Linked DNA regions of Macaca mulatta: region 2 is linked to region 1. A link is a contact called in public Hi-C data. All regions are on one chromosome and are shown on one strand. Each heading gives the region's core, a stretch centred on a gene start, on an enhancer-like site or on the middle of the called end of the contact. The rest is flanking DNA. Distances are from core to core; before and after follow the strand shown. Region 1 holds the start of GOLGA3 (golgin A3). Region 2 holds the start of CHFR (checkpoint with forkhead and ring finger domains).

What was found. Hi-C and Micro-C count contacts between places; a contact is called where the count stands out from the background.
Region 2: a contact with region 1 is called in a Hi-C map of blood, with 2.2 times the contacts expected there. The contact joins the promoter of CHFR here to the promoter of GOLGA3 in region 1. A contact is called at or near these places in 2 of 14 Hi-C or Micro-C datasets (blood and fetal cortical plate).

The regions. Positions count from the first base shown.
Region 1 is chr11:140,201,025-140,204,742 of T2T-MMU8v2.0, reverse strand. GOLGA3 (golgin A3) reads left to right here and starts at 1,832. Exons shown (of 24, transcript XM_028830242.2): 1 at 1,832-1,939.
Region 2 is chr11:140,245,005-140,248,826 of T2T-MMU8v2.0, reverse strand. It overlaps CHFR (checkpoint with forkhead and ring finger domains), which reads left to right and starts at 1,776. Exons shown (of 18, transcript XR_013401726.1): 1 at 1,776-1,847; 2 at 2,054-2,204.

The DNA.
Region 1 (3,718 bases), core at 583-3,082:
TGGCATTACAGGCGTGCACCACCACACCTGGCTAATTTTTATATTTTTAGTAGAGACAGGGTTTCTCCATGTTGGCCAGGCTGGTCTCAAACTCCTGGCCTCAAGTGATTTGCCCGCCTCGGCCTCCCAAAGTGCTGAGATTACAGGCATGAGCCATTGTGCCCAGAATAATTGTATTTTTTTTTTTAACTATCAAGTTTTGAGAGTTCTTTATATATTCTAGCTACTAGTCCTTCAACAAACGTGGTTTGAAAATATTTTCTCACAGTCTGTAACTCATCTTTTCATCCTCTTAATGTGGTCTTTCTCATAAGGTTTGTTTGTTTGTTTTGAGACAGTCTTGCTCTGTCACCCAGGCTGGAGTGCAGTGGTACGATCTCAGCTCACTGCAACTTCTGCCTCCCGGGTTCAAGTGATCCTCCTCCCTCGGCCTCCCAAGTAGCTGGGACTACAGGCACGCACCACCACACCCAGCTAATTTTTTTGTATTTTTCGTAGAGCTGGGTTTCACCATGTTGGCCAGGATAGTCTCCATCTGTTGACCTTGTGATCCACCTTCCTCAGTCTCTCAAAGTGCTGGGATTACAAGGCGTGAGCCAGCGCGCCTGGCCTTTTTTTTTTTTTTTTTTTTTTTGAGACGGAGTCTCGCTCTGTCGCCCAGGCTGGAATGCTGTGGCATGATCTTGGCTCACTGCAAGCTCCACCCCCGGCGTTCTCGCCATTCTTCTGCCTCAGCCTCCCAAGTAGCTGGGATTACAGGCGCTCGCCACCACGCCCAGCTAATTATTTTTAGTAGAGATGGGTTTTACCATTTGGCTTGGCTGGTCTTGAACTCCTGACCTCAGGTGATCCGCCCGCCTCGGCCTCCCAAAGTGTTGGGATTACAGGTGCGAGCCACCGTGTCTGGTGAAAAGTTTCTAATTTTTTCATGAAGTTTACGCTATCAACTTTTGTGAATTGTGCTTGCTTGTCAGATCTAGAAACTCTTCCCCAAGCTCTAGACGTAAGAAATTGTTTTCTTCTAAAAGTTGTATAGTTTCATTCATAGATTTTACGCCTCAGTCTGTGATCATTTTGAGTTGGAATTTGCATTTGCAGATAATGGCCCATGTAAAAAATACAAGGATTTTACAACAGACAACGGCAAAACGTCAAATAAACCCTCAAACTAATGAGTTCAGCGAGGTCTCAGGATAACAAAATCAAGATAGAATTCATCACGTTTGTGTAGACCAACAGTGAATACGTAGAAAACGATGTCAAAAACGCAGTGTCACAGTTGCTTGATGTGAAATACTATACACTTCAAAGGTGCAGAATCTGTATGCTGAAATTACGAAATGCTGGTGGAAGAAATCAAAAGCCCTAAATAAATGGAGAAGCCACCATGGACGCAGATGAAGGACCGAGTCAGCGATGCCCGTGCTCCCCAAATGATCTGCAGCAGTTCCCATCAAAATCCCAGAAAGGTTCGTAGACAGGCTGTATCCAAAATCCGCAGAGATGAGCGCAACATCACAGAGGACCCCGAGGCGGCCTCCTTCCTCACAGCTGGAAGAGCGGCCTGGCGGACGAGGGAAGGTGGAAAGCCGTTCCCCAGCGCCCCGCGCCCCGCGCAGTCCAGCTTTGCCTTTTAAAGGGGAAGCAAATAGGGTCGAAAGCAGCGTCGCCTTTGAACTGGCACCTGAAGCGCGAAAGGCGCCGGCCGAGTGGAGCTGCGGGGTTGGGGCGGGGACCGGGCTAGGGCGGGCGGGGAAGTCACGCCCACACCGAGGACGGCCGCGCCCCCGCCGAGCCCCGGCCACGCCACTTCCGCCGGAAGCTCAGTTCAGCTTCCTGAAGGAGTTGGTCCTGCACGTCCGGAAGTTGTGTTTCTACGAGGGAAAGGTCCGCAAACTCCTAAGGTCACTTTCTGAAGCCGGCCTCAGGACATTCCGAGGTGAGCTCGATCCGGACCCTGCGGCCAGAGCGTCCCTGGCTCTGGGGTGGCCGCTGGCAGAAGAGGAGGACAGTCTCTGTTCCGGAACGAAGGCAGCGCGTGCAGGCTGTTTCCGGGGACCCGAGGCCGCTGCACCGCTCGCCCCGCCCCTCGCACGGCCACGTCTCTGCCGGAGCATCCGGGCCGGGCGGCCTCCGTGGCTGCCGCAGCAGCAGGGTGAGAGGCGGGGTGACGCGGCGCCTCAGGGCTCTGGTTCCAGCCGTGCTTGGGCCGGGGAGGCCCGAGGGGCTGCGGCGGAGGCCGGGCGTGGGGCGGCGGGGCCTGGGCCCGTCCCTGCAGCGTTGCGGGACGGCCCCGTTCCAGTCGCCCCCTCCTCGCTGCGGTGGCCTCGGGCCTGGGCGCCCGCTTCAGCTGCAGCGGAGCTGACTCTGTACATGCCGGTGCCCGCGAGCCCTCCTGAATGCTTGTCTGCGCCTGACGAGCGCGGCATGTCCTGAAGCTGTCCACTGCCACCGCTCGGGCAGTGCTTGTGCCTTTAGTCTGGCCCTTTGCAGCTGACAAGCGTGACTTGGTGTCGGGTGGTTCGTGGGAAGCCGGGGTTTCAGGAGTCCGAGCACTTCCTTGTTTGCCTTTGTCGCTGGCGGACTTGTCTCCATTCCAGGTGCCCAGAGCGAGTGGGGCCGGGCGTTGTCACGGGTATGAACCCGACGAATGTCAGTCGTGCGGCGGGTCCTGGTCATTGTGGGCCTGGGTCCCTGCCCCCGCCGAGCTCACCTAGCACAGGGACGCCCAGGGTCGCCACCGAGAGGGTACCGGGCGGTGGTTGGTGTGTGGGAGCCTGGGGGGCGGGCGACTTCTGTACTAAGGCCTCTATGACGAGAAACAAGCCAGGCAAAATTGTGAGAAAAACACGTCTCAGGCAGAAAGTTTGAAGATCCTGAGGGCGGAGAAAGGTTGGCGTTTTAAGGCGGAGAATGTGGCTGGAGTGTAATGGCACAGGGGGAAAGCGATGGAGGTAAGGATGTTGGTGTAGGCAGGTGCTGGATTGGTGAGAGATTGGAGTTTATTGTCACTGGGACAGTGTAAGCCATTTACAGGTGACTCGTGGATTTTTTTTTAAGAGACTGGGTGTGTTGCTGTATTGCCCAGGCTGGTGTGGAACTCCTGGCCTCAAGCGATTCCCCCACCCCAACCTCCCTAAGTGCTGGGGTTACAGGTGTGAGCAGCCACACCCGTCGTCGTGGGTTATTTTGAATTGTCTTTTAAATGACATGAACATAGCCCTTTATAACCCTTTAATAGCTTTCCGGGCAGTATAGAAGGAAATAAATCATTTGACTTTACTCAGATTGAAGAGGAGCTTCCCCCCCCCCGCCCCCCCCCCTCCCCCCGCCCCATTGCCTTAAGAAATAGTAGCATGGCCGGGCGCAGTGGCTCACGCCTGTAATCCCAGCACTTTGGGAGGCCGAGACCATCCTGGCTAACACGGTGAAACCCCGTCTCTACTAAAAATACAATACATTACCCGGCCGTGGTGGCGGGCACCTGTAGTCCCAGCTACTCAGGAGGCTGAGGCAGGAGAATGGCGTGAACCCAGACAGTGGAGCTTGCAGTGAGCCAAGATCGCGCCACTGCTCTCCAGCCTAGGTGACAGAGCAAGATTCAGTCTCAAAAAAAAAAAAAGAAAATGTAGCACTTTCCCACGTGAGAATGCCTTAGGTTGGCTTTTACTTAGCGATTTTGACAAGCAACAACTAAAGGGAAAATCATAATTACTGC
Region 2 (3,822 bases), core at 527-3,026, 44 kb before region 1:
GTGCCAGACTCTTACGTTCTCTCCTGGATCAGGAAAAGATGTGGAAAAGGAAGGAGATTCTCTACAAAATAGATTTCCCCCAGGAGACAGTTCTGCAGGGCTATATAAAACTATGTTAAAGAAATGCAATGCTGGGTAAAATACTTCGTTTTCTTCCAGGGCCTGCTATTTATCATGTGATGTATTTTAATACTACAGTCTGTTTGGTCAGCCTTAAGGTGTCTGTTTTAATGTCGATGCTGGTCAGTTATACCTGAATTCCAAAGGGAGGAGAGTATAATGGGACATGTCCAAACCCTGCTTCCCATCAGGGACTGAACTGGTTTTTCAGGTTAACTTTGGCATTGAGAGAATCAGTTCATTCAGTTGGTTGGGGGGCTTACAAATTTATTTTTGGTTTACAAGGTATAGATAACTATGCCTAAGGGAGGAGACCACCCCTCATATTGTCTTACGCCCAATTTCTGCCTCCAAAGAAAGAAAAAGTAAAAACTAAAAGGCAGAAATGAAATCCACAGGCAGATAGCCCGGTGCGGCACCCTGGGCCTGGTAGTTAAACATCGACCCGTGACCTAATTGGTTCTGTTATCTATAGATTACAATCATTGTATAGAAATGCACTGTGAAAATCCCTGTCTTGCTTTGTTCCGATCTAATTACCGGTGCAAGCAGCCCCCAGTCATGTACCCCCTGCTTGCTCAATCAATCACGACCCTCTCACATGCACCCCCTTAGAGTTGTGAGCCCTTAAAAGGGACAGGAATCGCTCACTCGCCCGGCTCTTGAGATAGAAGTCTTGCCGATGCCCCTGGCTGAATAAACCCCTTCCTTTCCTTCTTTAACTCGGTGTCTGATGAGTTTTGTCTGCTGCTCGTCCTGCTACATGCCTATACCTATATATACAAATGTTTATATATGCATATACGTGTGTATATATGGTTTGTTTTACACAAATGGATGCCGACTTTTTTTTTTTTTGGTAGCGATGAGGTCTCAGGCTAATCTCGAGCTCCTGCCTAGGCCTCCCAAAGCACTTAGATTACAGGCATAAATCACTGCGGCGGGTCCTGCTTCACCCTTTTAAAACCGCACTTGGGGGCTCCTCATCAGTGCAGACATTGGCTGGTTCCTTCAAACCGCACAGACGCCCTGCGTGGACTCACCTCGCCGTGTTTACTCCGCTTTCGCCAACCTTTCACTTTCAGGGAATACCCTCTGGCGCTCTTCTCTGGAGCACACGCGTGAACGTCTCGGGATTCCAAAAAGTGGGATACTGAGGTAAAGGGTACGCGCTTTCAGAACGGGAAGACACCGCAAAACACCCGCCAAGACGTGGCCCCGCGTCCGCCCTGCCCACAACGCAGCCGCTCCCACTCCTGGAGCGCGCCCTGTGCTTCAGACTTCGGATCTGTGTGATCCGCTGTGTGCAACTGTACCCGAAAGGGTCTCCACGTGCACTACCTCGTGACAACTAAGGTGGACCGTCTTCGACTCCTAGGACTCATCCGCAGCTCAGCCGGGCTTTCAGAATCCTAAGGGCTTCCAATCCGGAAGTTCCCCGTCCTTTCTGCCCCAACATAACATGGCGCCCACCGCAGCCACTTCCGTGATCCGCAGGCGACGAAGTCTCCCGGCCAGGATCAAAGATGGCCGCTCGTCCGCCACGCGCCTACTCTCGCTGGCCACTCCCGGCTCCGCTCTAGCCGCCGCTCTCGGTGAGCGCCGCCACCAGCCAATCGCGGGGCGCAGACGCCGCTGGCCCCGCCCCGCGGATCAGCTGAGGGAGCCGCAATGTCTGTTGACAGCGGCGGCGGCGCAGCCGGTTCCGGGTTCGACGCAGGGCGGGGGTAAGCGCGGCCGGCGAGAGGGCTGCGGCGGACCGCGAAGGGGGACCTGGCTGCGGCCGTGGGAGGGGGCGCCCGCCGGCGTCTGGGCCGGGCCGCGGGGCTGCGTGGGCGCGGGCGGCCGGGCCAGGGCTCGCGGGGTGGGGCGGGCGCCGAGTCTCGGCCTCTGGGGTCGGGAGTCTCCACGGGCGTTTCCGGGGTCTCCGCAGATGTGAATCCCGATGGAGCGGCCCGAGGAAGGCAAGCAGCCGCCGCCGCCGCCGCCGCAGCCCTGGGGACGGCTCCTGCGCCTGGGCGCCGAGGAGGGCGAGCCGCACGTCCTCCTGAGGAAGCGGGAGTGGACCATCGGGCGGAGACGAGGTGCGGGGCGGGGGCGGGGGCCGGGGCCGGGGCCGGGGGCCGGGGGCCGGGGGCCGGGCCGGGCAGAGCCACCCGGTTGCGGGCAGGTCACAGGGGCGGCGGTGCAGTGAAATCTCACGTAAGAACTGGTGTTTATTCGGCGTTCTGCCCACCCACTCTTGCGCATGATTCATGCACATCATTTAGCCCTCGTTACAACTTTATAAAGTAGTTGTGTTAATATACTCTCCGGAATGCAATATTGTCACATTCGTTGCTGTACAGAGTATCTTTTCTGATTATAATGGAACAAAGTTAAAAATAACAGAAGGAAAAGTGGAAAATTCACAGATATATGGACATTAAACACTACACCCTTAAAAGCAAGCGATGGGTCAAATAAGTCTTTTCAGGGGGAAACCTTTAAAAATATTTTGAGACAAATGAAACAAAAATAGAATACACCAAAAGACGTTTAGGATGCAGCCAAGGCAGTACTCTAGGGAAATTTATAGCTGTAGTGCCTACATTAACAAAGATCTCGAGTCCCAGCCCCTAGAATATTTATTTATTTAATGAACCTGGAAAGCTAAGAACTTGAACAAAGTCATACAATTAGTGAGAGGAAGTTCCCTCAGCCTCCACATTCACTGCCTCCAGGCTCCCAAGTAACCATCTGGTAGTTTGATTTTCTCCTGTAGCCTTTGTATGGGGAGGGAAATGCACTGGTCCTGTCAACAAAAATGTTTAGTTTGTGTGAAAATTAATAAATTAGCTCTGACATTATACTTTGAAAAGGAGCGAGGATGGGAGATATGTGCTGTTTGGAAGCAAATTTCTTTTTTTTTTTTACTGTCACCCCTTATAATGTGTTTGCACCTGTTTATTTTTGTTTGTTTGTTTTTTTAAGAGTCTTGCTCTGGGCCGGGCGCGGTGGCTCAAGTCTGTAATCCCAGCACTTTGGGAGGCCGAGACGGGCGGATCACAAGGTCAGGAGATCGAGACCATCCTGGCTAACACGGTGAAACCCCGTCTCTACTAAAAAATACAAAAACCTAGCCGGGCGAGGTGGCGGGCGTCTGTAGTCCCAGCTACTCGGGAGGCTGAGGCAGGAGAATGGCGTGAACCCGGGAGGCGGAGCTTGCAGTGAGCTGAGATCCGGCCACTGCACTCCAGTCTGGGCGACAAAGCGAGACTCTGTCTCAACAACAACAACAACAACAACAACAACAACAACAACAAAAAAAAAAAAGTCTTGCTCTGTCGCCCAGGCTGGGTTGCAGTGGTGTGATCTCAGCTCACTGCACCCTCTGCCTCCTGGTTCAAGTGATTCTCCCCCTCAGCCTCTGGAGTAGTGGAACTACAGGCGTGTGCCACCATGCCTGGCTAATTTTTGTATTTTTATTAGAGACAGGGTTTCTCCATGTTGACCAGGCTGGTCTTGAATTCCTGGCCTGAAGTGATCCGCCCGCCTTGGCCACCCAAAATGCTGGGATTACAGGCGTGAGCCACTGCGCTGAGCCTTTTTTTTTTTGAGCCAGAGTCTCGCTCTGTCGCCCAGGCTGGAGTACAGTGGTGCGATCTCGGCTCACTGCAACCTCCACCTGCTGGGTTCACATGATTCTCCTGCCTCAGCCTC